Linked DNA regions of Mus musculus: regions 1, 3 and 4 are each linked to region 2. Evidence: chromatin contacts called from public promoter capture Hi-C data. All regions are on one chromosome and are shown on one strand. The core of a region is the stretch at or near the end of the contact, and the rest is flanking DNA. Distances in the headings are between cores, read along the strand shown. Region 1 overlaps Pik3c2a (phosphatidylinositol-4-phosphate 3-kinase catalytic subunit type 2 alpha). Region 2 holds the start of Smg1 (SMG1 homolog, phosphatidylinositol 3-kinase-related kinase (C. elegans)). Region 3 holds the start of Rps13 (ribosomal protein S13). Region 4 holds the start of Pik3c2a (phosphatidylinositol-4-phosphate 3-kinase catalytic subunit type 2 alpha).

What was found. Promoter capture Hi-C pulls out the DNA fragments that hold promoters and counts their contacts.
Region 1: a promoter capture Hi-C map of neutrophils shows a contact between it and region 2, with 8 times the contacts expected there. The contact joins the enhancer-like site here to the promoter of Smg1 in region 2. A contact is called at or near these places in 10 of 39 promoter capture datasets (the 3T3-L1 cell line, the C10 cell line, cranial neural crest and 5 more) and 3 of 115 datasets of contacts at active chromatin or transcription factors (astrocytes, embryonic limb bud and large pre-B cells).
Region 3: a promoter capture Hi-C map of pre-B cells shows a contact between it and region 2. The contact joins the promoter of Rps13 here to the promoter of Smg1 in region 2. A contact is called at or near these places in 11 of 39 promoter capture datasets (the 3T3-L1 cell line, 3T3-L1-derived adipocytes, the C10 cell line and 7 more), 4 of 115 datasets of contacts at active chromatin or transcription factors (astrocytes, embryonic stem cells and forebrain) and 2 of 9 other capture datasets (adipose tissue and liver).
Region 4: a promoter capture Hi-C map of pre-B cells shows a contact between it and region 2. The contact joins the promoter of Pik3c2a here to the promoter of Smg1 in region 2. A contact is called at or near these places in 12 of 39 promoter capture datasets (the 3T3-L1 cell line, 3T3-L1-derived adipocytes, the C10 cell line and 7 more), 3 of 115 datasets of contacts at active chromatin or transcription factors (astrocytes, extraembryonic endoderm stem cells and pancreatic cancer cells) and 2 of 9 other capture datasets (adipose tissue and liver).

Annotation. Positions count from the first base shown.
Region 1 is chr7:116,408,147-116,411,115 of GRCm38.p6, reverse strand. The region is part of intron 2 of Pik3c2a (phosphatidylinositol-4-phosphate 3-kinase catalytic subunit type 2 alpha); the gene reads left to right. Among named protein-coding and RNA genes, the nearest start is that of Gm40453, 25 kb to the left of the region's middle. Within about 2 kb of position 1,490, at least 71 of the 459 cell types and tissues checked have an H3K27ac peak or open chromatin away from gene starts, as enhancers often do. A contact at or near this core is called in liver and neutrophils, where this site is marked.
Region 2 is chr7:118,242,355-118,245,194 of GRCm38.p6, reverse strand. Smg1 (SMG1 homolog, phosphatidylinositol 3-kinase-related kinase (C. elegans)) reads left to right here and starts at 1,558. Exons shown (of 63, transcript NM_001031814.1): 1 at 1,558-1,990. The coding sequence starts at 1,905. 4930583K01Rik (RIKEN cDNA 4930583K01 gene) reads right to left here and starts at 1,288. Exons shown (of 2, transcript NR_027879.1): 1 at 1,230-1,288; 2 at 1-467.
Region 3 is chr7:116,332,801-116,335,557 of GRCm38.p6, reverse strand. It overlaps Rps13 (ribosomal protein S13), which reads left to right and starts at 1,368. Exons shown (of 6, transcript NM_026533.3): 1 at 1,368-1,473; 2 at 1,610-1,658; 3 at 1,784-1,862; 4 at 2,460-2,629. The coding sequence starts at 1,451. It overlaps Snord14a (small nucleolar RNA, C/D box 14A), which reads left to right and starts at 2,301; the gene lies at 2,301-2,387. It overlaps Gm10589 (a long non-coding RNA gene), which reads right to left and starts at 1,389. Exons shown (of 2, transcript XR_869889.2): 1 at 1,276-1,389.
Region 4 is chr7:116,442,176-116,445,223 of GRCm38.p6, reverse strand. Pik3c2a (phosphatidylinositol-4-phosphate 3-kinase catalytic subunit type 2 alpha) reads left to right here and starts at 1,766. Exons shown (of 33, transcript NM_011083.2): 1 at 1,766-1,920.

The DNA.
Region 1 (2,969 bases), core at 241-2,740, 1.8 Mb after region 2:
TGTGTGTGTGTGTATTGTTGTGGTGGTGGTGGTGGTAGTTGTGCTTGTGCTAGGGATTGAAGACAGTGCATTGTGCATGCTACTGAGCTGCATTCCTTAGGAGGTTTTGTATTTTGAATGTGTATTTTCAAACTAATGCATAGAATAGGATCTCTGGAAAGGTATGGTGTTCTTGTAAAGCAATGAAATAGTAGTATAACAAATTTTCAATCCTATTAAATATTTTAAGTTTTCCTTTGTGTATGTTAGGGTAATAAAACAGTGCGAGATTTGTGTTAAGACAAGTGTTTGCTGCTGAAAGTTATATTTTATAGAAAATGCCCAAATCAAGCAGATTCTACCTTTTTTCCATGTAAATTAAGAGACTAGTATAGTAACTTAGTTTTACATCTCAGTATCCATAAAAGTATAACAAGTTCAGATGGGGAAGAAAATTCAAATAGGAAAGTTTAATAATCTAATTATCTACAAGGAATCTATAGCTATTTCATAATAGTGATACAGGTTGCAAACATAATTATTAGAAGCATTCAATCTAAGTTTGATGTACAAAAAAGATTTTCATATCAAAGTTTCAAGCCTAGTTCCTAAAAAGTTTTAAATTTTAATTTACTATTTGTGTATATGTAAATGTGCATGAGTTTCTGCAGGAGTCCATTCTCCTTCTATATGAATCCCATGTATCTAACTCAGGTGGTTAGACTTGGCAGTAAGCACCGTTACCTTCTAAGTTATCTTACCTATCCCTTACTAATGTTTTTGAGATAGGGACTTGATATGTAGTTCAGGCTAGCCTCACTCTTTTTTTTTTCTTTTAAGATTTATATATTTTAGAAATGTGAGTACATATTCAGTGTCTTCAGACACACCAGAAGAGGGTATTGGATTCCATTACAAATGGTTTTGAGTCACCATGTGGTTGTGGTTGCTAGGAATTGAACTCCAGGACCTCTGGAAGAACAGTCAGTGCTCTTAACTGCTGAGCCATCTCTCCAGCCCCCAATCTTTTCTAGATACCAAGATCTCATAAAGTTTGTGAAATCTTATGCTGATTTTACTTGTACACTGTGAATTCAATCCCCAGAACCTGTGTAGAGATGGAAAGAGAGAACTGACCCCACAGTGTTGTCCTCTGACCTCCACACATGCACAGTGACATTCATGTGCACACGTGTGCACGCGCACGCACACACACACACACACACACACATACTGACATCATACATATGTATTATAATAAGAAAGTTTGGTTATGTAACCCAAAAGGTTAAAAAAAAAAAAAAGGTAAAGAGAGCACCAATTATGGGCAGGTTTTGGAAAACATTGGAGTGGGTCTTTCATGTGCTCACATACTGCTCAGTCTCAGCCTACTCACAAGTATTTCCCTGAAGCTTATGCTTTCTGTTGGGAAACAGCATTGCAAATACCTATTCTCTATAATTACTGCATGTACTTATGTGTTCATTTCCTGTTAGAAATTCTGTGTGTTAAAAACCCCACTCTAACGGATATTTTTCTCCTTACTCAGCAGGCCTACTTCCTGCTTCCTCTTAGTGTCTTTTGTTTGGTTAATAATAATCTAAATACTTAAGTGCAGTTTTTGTGTGAGATCAAAACCAGGAAAGGAACAGCTTTAAAAAGCTGTTTTGGTACTTTAAGCTTAAATCAGATGTGGTGGTCAATAACTGTTTTAGTTAATTTGAACAGATTTCAGATATTTTAGAGGAGAGATTAGATGGCATTCATAAAAGTGGTTTTGAAAGTTGGATATGATAGCACATAATTAAAATATTTGAGGCTAGAGAGATGGCTCCATGGTTAAGAGCATTTATTGTCCTTCAGAGGACCTGGTTTGGTTCCCAGCATCCATGTGGTAACTGACAGCTATCTGTAACAGAAATGTTTTGAATACTTGGTCATAGGCAGTGGCACTGTTAGGAATTGTGGTCTTGTTGGAGGAAGTGTGTCACTATAGAGGTGGGCTTTGAGGTCTCCATATGCTCAACCTATGCCCAGTGTGGCACAGTCTCCTGCTACCTGTAGATCAAGATATAAACTCTCAGCTCCTTCTCTAGCACCTTTGTTTGCCTGTTCACCACCGTGTTTCCCATCATGATTATAATAGACTAAACCTCTGAAACTGTAAGCTAGCCTCAGTTAAATGTTTTCCTTTATAAGAGTTGCTGTGGTCATGGTGTCTCTTCACAGCAATAAAACTTTTAACTAAGACATTCCAGTTCCAGGGCATTTGATTCCCTCTTCTGGCCTCCTCAGGCACCAGGCATTAATAAGTATGCAGGTAGAAAATACATGTACTTAAAATAAAAATGATAATAGTTAAAATAAATACAAATCCCAGTACTTGGAACACTAAGAAGATCAAGGCAGTGTCTGAGGCCAGCCTAGATTATATAGTGAATTTGGGGTTAGCCTGTACTGTAGTATAGCAACATTCTATTTTAGAAACAACAATGTGGTTTTATAAGTGTGTCACTTGATGTTTCTAAAAGTTTATTAGCAGCCTAACTTTATATATTATTGGCAGAATGTCCAACATCAATTTCATTTTATTTCTTTGAGGCAAGGTCTCATGTACCCTTGAACTCATCGTACAGCTGCTAGACCTTAACTCCTGACTTCCTCCCTCTACCTCCCAAATGCCGGGATTATAAGCATGCTATTTTCAGCCATTTCTTACCTTACCCCTCCTTTTCCCTCATTAATTTTAAAGAAGAAAGATTCAAAATATTCTTATTGTATAGGAAGCAATGCATTTAGTTCTGAAAAGTAATATATTTAGAATGCATTTGCTATAGGTTTTTTTTTTCAGAATTGCTTTTATCCCATTTAATTTCTGAGTAATGTATGAGGAACTTTAAAACTTGTATTGGCATGTAGTTTTCCCATACAGTATATAAATATATTTTTTTCCAAGACAAGGTTTCACTCTGTAGCCAATGCTGGGTGGT
Region 2 (2,840 bases), core at 309-2,808:
GTGGAAAAATGTAAGGGATATACTCATAGGGAGATATCGCCTGATAATTAAGTACTTTAGTGATAGTTTTATTTCTTGGGGGTTGGGTAGGCAGTGTCCCATGTAGGCCAGGTTTGCGGAAGGTGAGCCTGAACAACTTCCGGTTTCCATTTCTTGAATGCTAGGGTTACAGACACATCGTCATGCTGCATTTATGGGGTGCTGGGGATGGAACCCAGTGATTCGTGCTTGCTCCTGCTTTGAGCATTCTACTTTCTGAGCCATGTCCTTGGTAACAATTTTGAATTACTTAAGTGATGTATACATACTTCTCTTGTGAGGCAAAACGATGGATGGCCTAAAAACTTTATGTGGAAAAGGTTTAAATACTTGCTTGATGTGTATCTCGGCTATTTTTAAAGTTGAGCCTGCAGCTAGGGAGATAGCTCAGTCATTAAAGTGCTTGCCCCGCACACACGAGAAACCACCTGAAAAAAAGCCAGAAATGGTGTCACCGTTTGTAAAGCCAGCGTTGAGGAAACAGAAGATTCGTGGGGCTCTCTGGCCAGCTAGTGAGAGAGAGACCTTGCCTCAAAATACATGGTAGCTGGAGGCTTATGAGCAACACTTGAGGTTGTTCTCTGTACTTCACATGTAAACACGCACACAAAGGAGTATATTGCGTTCACATAATGTGCCCAGTGCTTTATCGAATTCTTTCAGGAGAGTGTGGGTAACAGGCCTCTTACTACTAGAAGGAACCAGATTACAGAGCACAGTTCATGGGGCAGGAAGCAGGCGTTGTTTTTCACTTTTGGAAAATATGTACCAGGACTGCATGACATTTCAGGTAGGGGTTGAAAAGGTGTCGCTTTCACTTCCCCTTCCTCGATTTTACTATTCTGACTTTTTCCCTTAAGACGGTGGCAGGCAGGTGGACGCACGTGAGCGCCAAGGGCACATCTGTGTGCGCGCATTAGCGCTCAAGGGCACGCTCCCCCTCCTGTCCTCCATTGGACGCCTGTTCACACCTGACTGCCGGTCCTCCGAGTGTATGGGAGGGCGTGTGTGGACCCGGGGTGGAGATCCCCTCTCCCATGATGCCCCGCGACGAGTCCACATTGCTCTCTACCACCCGCAGACAGAGCTGCTGCTCAGGAGGCCCAGGGAGGTCCGCTCGGGTCCCTGCTCTCCAGTAGTTCTCGCCTTCTCCTCAAAGCCCCACCCCTTTTAGCTACGCGAACGCGGACCTCGCCTTGAAGTCTAGGCTCTCAGAACTCCAGTGCCTCTCGAGCAGGTCCCGCCTTTTGACTTTCGCCCCTCCCCTCTCCAGGTTCAGCAGCCACAGACCACGCCCCAACTAGTCCCGCCCTTCTTCTCCAGGCTTGGGGCGCGCCGGCACCGCCCCTCCTAGGTGACCCTACCCCTGTCATAAGCCCCGCCTCTAGTCCATATTCTGTGACCAATAGCCCCGCCTTTCACCCCGAGCCCCGCCCCTCTCCAGGCTCCTAGGGCGCCGGCACCGCCCCTCGCTCCCAGCATGCCGTGCGGCAGCGGCGGCGCGGCGGGCGGAGCCGGGAGGCGGGGAAGCCGTGGCCGTGTGAGCGTGAGGAGCCGCCGCCACCGCCTCCTCGCTGTCCTCGTCCTCCTGGGCCCCAGCGTCGCGGGCCGCGCGCTGCCCTGGAAGAGACGTCGCCTCGCCTGCCTCCGCCTCCCCCTCGCCGCGCCGCTCCCGCCTCCTGCTCCTGCGTTGCGGGCTCCAGCGGAACCCGGAACGGCCGTCCGCCTCCCCCGCCCTCCGCCGCCCCCTCCGCGGCTTCCTCCTCAGCCCCGGGCCAGATCGCAGTGTCGGCGGCGGCCGGTTCAGGCGGCGACTCGCGCTTCTTCGGGCGGCGGCGCTTGGCCATGTCGTGTCGGGGAAGGTAATGAGCCGCAGAGCCCCGGGGTCTCGGCTGAGCAGCGGCGGCGGCGGCACCAAGTACCCGCGGAGCTGGAATGACTGGCAACCCAGGTGGGTGACCGCGTCGAGCCTCGCCTGGAGCTGGCCGAGGCCTAGGCCCGCGGGACTGGGAGGCGCGGCCTAGGCCCGCGGTCCCTGGAGCCGGGCGCGGCTTCCTGGGTGTCCTCCGGGCCTGGTCCGGCAGGAAAGCTGCGGGCAGCGGAGGCCTCTGTGCCCGGCTGGCCGCCTCAGCCGGATGGCTGGAGCAGTGGCTCTGAGCTTGGGTGGAGGAGGACGTTCCACTGCCGTCTAACTCCAAGTTGAGATTTGAGGTCCAGGAACCCTCCCTGTTACCTATTAACTTCCTCGGCTCCGCGTCCAGTCCTCATGCCAAAGACCACCTTAACTCTGCGTCCTTCTGGACTCCCACGTGTTAATTAATGTATTTTAAAAGCTGAGAACTCTACCGAGGTCTTCCTCTGACTTTAGACAGGATGTTAGTCGACCAAAAGATGAGATTATGGGACTGTGAATGAAATCGACACAATCAGGCACTGGGGCATTTTAAGTTTTCCCCAACTGCAGAAATAGTTTTTCTGGAAACAGTAATTTCCCAGGGCGCTTTGGAGTGAATTTGTATTCTCAGGAGTAGAGAAATTTCGTTTTGCATGAAGGAATTGGAGTCTGGTTGGATTTAAAATATTAAGAGAAAAATACGAAAGAAAAACTATTTCTAGTCAGTTCTTTCTGATTATGGACTGGTTATACTTAATGTAGGTTCCCATTCTTTGCTGAGTAAAGGCTTCAAGTATTCAGAGACTACTTGAGCTTTAACAGTGCCTAGGACTTCCTAAATGTATAAAACCTGTCTTTCAGTAGAAGTTGATGTATTCTTTGAAGTACACTCCGTTGTTCAGAATGG
Region 3 (2,757 bases), core at 119-2,618, 1.9 Mb after region 2:
TATAATGGGTTCTGATGCCCTCTTCTGGAGTGTCTGAAGACAGCTACAGTGTACTTATATTAAATAAATAAATCAATAAATCAATCTTTAACACACACAATTTAGAGGGATTTACAAAGAGACCACTAACCACTAGGCAGACAATGGATTGTATACATAATGGGACACCACTTAAGCTGCCTGAGAGATGATGGATAGGATTGGGGTACCCGTGGAAACAATGAAGTATTTGATACGTTTCTGTGGTGAGATGTGTTGGAGTGACTCGTGGAAATGAGAAAGACTATTGAACCCTAAATTTGTATTCGGACAAATGTGTTAGAGTGAAATGAAGTATTCTTGCTTAGGGATTGCGAATTGAAGCCAAGCTTGATGTTCGGATCACATATCTGGGCTAAAAGTGTGAATCTGGTTAATTAATCAAATACAACTTTGCCAGGAAATAAATACAAATTTGGTTCAAGTTCCCAATGTTTTGGAAAACGTAATTCAACTAGTAATGGGTTAAAAGAACGCAGCTGGGCATGATGGCTCAAACCTTTCATCATCATTTCAGCATTTTTTTAAGAGACAGAGGCAGAAAGACTTAACGTGTGTTTGAAGCAAGCCTGGTCTACAAGGCGAGTTCCTGAACAACCAAAACTACATTGAGGGACCCGGTCTCAAACACAACAAAAAAGAAAACTGGATCAGTATTTCAGTACTGTTTCAAACCTCTCACGCTTCACTTGTCAACAGGGTCTTGTAGATCTGAGTTTCTTGGGTCCATGTCTTTGTTGTTTTTTGTTGCATTTACAATAAATTGTTATATTCACCCATTCTTCGAACGCTCTGTGGTGAACCGGACTAGGACATCCTTAAAAGACCAACTCCCGGGGTAGTCCCTTTCCCCCTCATCTTCTCGAAGCTTCTTTCCTCGTTCCCAACTCTTCTCCGACGGGGGTGAGCGGTTCTGCGCTCCGACCTGTGTAGAAAAGGCGCGCAGACAGGAGGACAGACCCGGGCGGGGCTCGGAAGCCTAGAATTAACGATCTAGAGAGAAGCGCCGGCTGCACCTAGGCTTTGCGATCATCCCACACCGCACGAGTTCGGGGCTGCAGAGGGAGCCCTGAGAAACCCGCAGCTTATCCAAATCCTTCAGCCCAGGACTCGAGCACGCCCTAGGTCCCCTCAGATGCGACTTCCGAAGAGATGTTAGAGACAGACTTGCTGCTCTGGCTAAGAGCAAGACTAGAGACAAGAGTTCAAGGCGTAGCAACCCAGCCATACACTTACCGCCTCGCCGCCATGCCTTCTGGGACGCGTAGTCTCCCGGGCTCCGGTGGCCACACTATGTAGCCCCGCCCCCGCGCGAGAGCAAACGTCGGTGAGTGGCGTCACTTCCTGTGCGGCTTGATTTCCTGTGCCGTTTCCTACCTCGTTCTCTCTTTGCTGCCAGACCTCCGCCATCATGGGTCGCATGCACGCTCCCGGGTGAGCCCGCGGCGCCGACCTTGGTTGCGGGGCTGGGGCGCGGGGCTGAGAGAGGAGGATGCGGGCTGCGGGTGAAGGGACAGTGGGGCTGCTTGGGGCGCGGGCCGCCGCTTTACTTCCTATCTTCTGTTTTCAGGAAGGGCCTGTCCCAGTCGGCGCTGCCCTACCGCCGTAGCGTCCCCACGGTGAGTAGAGGCTGAGGGTTGGAGGGCGGCGTGGGAAGCGATCGGTGCGCGGGAGGATGGGACCCGAAGTGGAAGGTTGCCGCCGTGCTCTCTCATCCTAAGGCCGATTTCTCTTCCATCTGTAGTGGCTGAAGTTGACGTCTGACGACGTGAAGGAACAGATTTACAAATTGGCCAAGAAAGGCCTGACTCCCTCCCAGATAGGTGAGTGTTGATGTAATCTCTTCCTTCTGCTCTCGAGAAACAAATGTGTCTAGTCCGTATGTTAAAAAGGTTCCTCCTGCTTCCACAGCGGAGCAAGGGCTGTCTGGGATTGAGTCACATCTAACTGAATTGATTCTAAGCTGCTCTGACTTTGTACAAATGGGAAATAACTCGTTTCTGGTAGCTTGGCTTCTGAGTCTGGGAATAACTGCTCATCGGAGGAAAATATCCTCTTTAGGATATAAAAAGTTCGCTAGAAATATGCAGAAAAAATCATGTGAAATGGGCTCAGCTGATCTGAAGTAATTTGAGGTTTAAAAGCAATAACATGCAGTTTTAAAGATAGGTACAAATAAATGTTGGGCTGCTTTTAAGTTAATACTAAATATAAAGGTAGAAGTCACATTGTTTCCTCTGGTCAGATGTATTCTGGCAAGCTCACAGTGATGATGGTGTTCCAACATTCGCAGTTTCCACCAGAAGGACTTTCCATGTTGGGTTGACCTTCCTTGGATGTCTGAGTGAGCTGGAAATTTGGAGTTTGGCTGTTAGGGTTTTATCGCATGTGTGTGTGCTTGAGTGTGTTTCTCTTTTCAGGTGTAATCCTGAGGGACTCACACGGGGTGGCCCAGGTCCGTTTTGTGACTGGAAATAAAATCTTGAGAATCCTCAAGTCCAAAGGCCTTGCCCCTGACCTCCCCGAGGATCTCTACCATTTGATTAAGAAAGCTGTTGCTGTCCGAAAGCACCTTGAGAGGAACAGAAAGGTAAGGCGGACAACAAACCAGGTGTTGTGTCGAGACACTTGCGCTGCGGATCTTCAGAGGGGAGAACGCACTTGAGTCCTCTCAGGTGGTTCTGGGTGCTGGCTAATAGTCAACATGATAGTTTCCTA
Region 4 (3,048 bases), core at 517-3,016, 1.8 Mb after region 2:
TTCACATTGTTTAACAACCATCGGCAGGCACCACTGCCAGGCAGAGGAGGGGCTGAGAGGGGGCTCCTAGCCCAGCTTCTTGACACCTAACAATTTGCAATTGGAAGCTACCTAAGTCTTCAGCTTCTCAGTCTACTGCACTTCCTACCTGTGGGGCCATACAAAAGCCACAATAAATGAGAAAGCCAGAATTTCAACAAGGATTTGTTTGAGTCAAACCAGGGAGGGCATAAGCTACCAGGGACCAAAAGAAGATAGTTCCCTTTCTCGATCAGAGAGATGAGAGAGAGAGAGAGAGAGAGAGAGAGAGAGAGAGAGAGAGAGAGAGAGAGAGAACACCAAGTTATCTTCCCATAAGACTCAGTGTTTTCTTTTCTTTCCTAAAGGCACACTCTGTTTTCCAGCAGAAGGTAGGAAGCCAGTCCTGAGAGAATTCCTTTTCCTCACCCTTTTAAATCTTGAGGAAGAGCTGCCAAGTGTATAAATTCCTCCTTTGATGAGAAGATAAAGCAGAACAATGCTGTAGAGCTGAGCAGATTCCTAAGGGACATTCTTCTGGGGTGTGTAAGCTTGCGTGGAGGTGGGGCTAGTAGACAGCTAGGGGCTGGGAGGGAGGGTGGTACAGCCAGAAGTTGCTCCTAGACTTCTCCCTAGAATAGCCTTTCCTTTTGCTTTCAGCTAGTGCTGGAGACTAAACCTACTTAGGTGCACTACCACTGAGCTAGGTTTGTTTGTTTGTTTTTGGAGACAGGTCCTGAACTGCTGAGCTTTAGAGTAATCTCCTGTCTTAGCTTCAGCTTGGACTACAGGAAGATGCCACATTCTCATATTCCCTTCCCTGCCCTCCTTCCCTGCCCCCTTCTCCCGCTTCCCCTTAAAGCAGAACTTCATCCAGCCTCTAGAAGTGCAAGCGTGTTTATTTAAACCAAAAGGATCAGAGGTCTCTCCTCCCTTACTAAAGGAAAGGGGGAAATGCTGGGAATACACTTCGAAATCCCAAAACCCAAGCAGACTCTGCCAGTTTACGTTGCCATTCCTCTCCTCCGACAGTTACCGACAGTCGTCTTTTGCAATCTGTAAAACGGGAATAATTCTCCCATCTGCTTCACAGTTTTGAATCAGACAACAGAGCGCTAAACTCTTTACAAGCCCAATTGCAGTCCGCGCTCACGAGAAAGGTATGATTACTATGGGGCCTGGGTGTGATGTCTGGCCGAGCGCTGTTATTACCGGGCTAACCTTGCCCACCTGGCCGCGGCGGGGCTGTCAGCAAACACCAAGGCGAGAACGCCGCACGCACGCATCCAGCCCTTTCCAGGGCCCACACGACGAGCTAATGCAAACTTCGAAGCACCTGAACGTCCGCGAGAGCTCGCCGACCGCTGGAGGGAATGAAAGATTTCGTCTTGACTGTTCTTTTCTGTCTTCCAAACCAAGCTAATCTCTGGGCGGCCTGGGGCCAAAACCTCAAACCAGGCAACCGCAAGCCAGAGATCAGAGGCGCGCGGTGCTGGGACAGGGCCCGGGAACAAAGGGCGCTTCGGAGCTCGAGGCCGGCCAGGAGGAGTCCCGGGGTAGCCTCCCCGAGAGGCCCCCGGCCGGCCGCGCCTAAGACACCCATTCCCCGGGGCAACCACACTCCATCCCGCAACCTCCCCGCTGCTGCCTTTCAGGCTCCGCCTGCGCCCCGCCCGCCATCTCAGGTAGGCCATCCGCGTCGGCCAATCGCAAGGCGCTCAAGTACGGGGGCGGTGCTTGCACCATCGGAAGTGACGTGCAGAGCTCGGCTGGCCGCGGAGTCAGTCGAAGCTCTCCTCAGCGGCCGGCTGAGCCAGCTGAGGCGGGAGAAAAACATGGCTCGGACCTTGGAGGGCGCGAAGGCTCGGGTTGCGGTGAAGACCAAGACTCCCGCAGCGTGAGGTGAGGGGCTGCCGGTGCGTGCGGAGCGGGACCTGGCTCTGCGCAGCCGCCGAGGGACTCAGAGGGGAGGGACCCGGCCGCCGTGCCCCTTGGTCACTCCATCCTCTCTGACTCCTTCCTCGGGGCCCCGTCCCCCACCCGACGGTCGCCAGCGCCCCGCGCCAGGCCCCTTTGTCGCGGGCCGCCGGACGCTGCTGTCCCTCGGGGGGCGGGGGAGGGGAAGCCACCCCACGGTCCCCCGGGACAGCGAGGGAGCCGCGGTGGCGGTCCCAGGCTCCTGTCCCGACTGTTCTGGAGAGTGGCTGTTGAACTTCTGCTATGGCCTCTTCCTTCTCCTCTCCCAGCTCGGTTTTTAGAGCCTCGGGTGGTTCTTTTTCTTCTGAGACCCTTCACCTCGTTACCTTAAAACAAAAATCCAGAAACTGCTTGCTTTGGGAACGCAATGATATTTGTGTATATTTAGTGCATCATCTTTCTGCTAGGGCATTAAAGTAAGAATATTTAACTCTTCCTGCGTGACTGAGGAACAAGGAATAATTGAAGAGGAGGGGAGTGTATACGGTAGTTCTTTCACCGTGTTGTCCTGATAGAAGGTGAAGTCCTAATTAGTATATTTTTATTTTAGCCAGTGGGTGTTTGAATTCAGTGACACGAAGGAAGCATCCCTGTTTGAACAAGATTACTTCTTAAAAAGTATCCCTAAATCTTTCCAGGTAGGTGTCAGGAAGAATACTGCCTTCGGGGCGGGGGGCGGGGGGGGGGGGAGATCACTGAATGTGGTACATCTCAAGCCAAGGACAGAAAATAAAAGGCTATTCTTAGGGGGTTGGTGAAGTAGTGTTCGGGAAGAGAGGCTGCGCAGAGGTCCTGGAACACTGGTTCCAGGGAAGACTTTGTACTCTTGCCTCCCTGATGGTTCTTTCTCCACGAGAAACTGTTAAGTAGCTCTGCTGTAATTGGAGTTGGTTATTCAAGGTTACAGACCACGCTGAAGTGCCTTGGTTGAAATTTTCAAGTTTTTGAAACTGCCTGCAAGTTTGGCATTCAGTGTTTTGAATACTGAAAAGCATTGTAACTGAGAGAGAGATATTTGTTAACTCAAACTTAGTTTCAAAGTGATTTTTAACA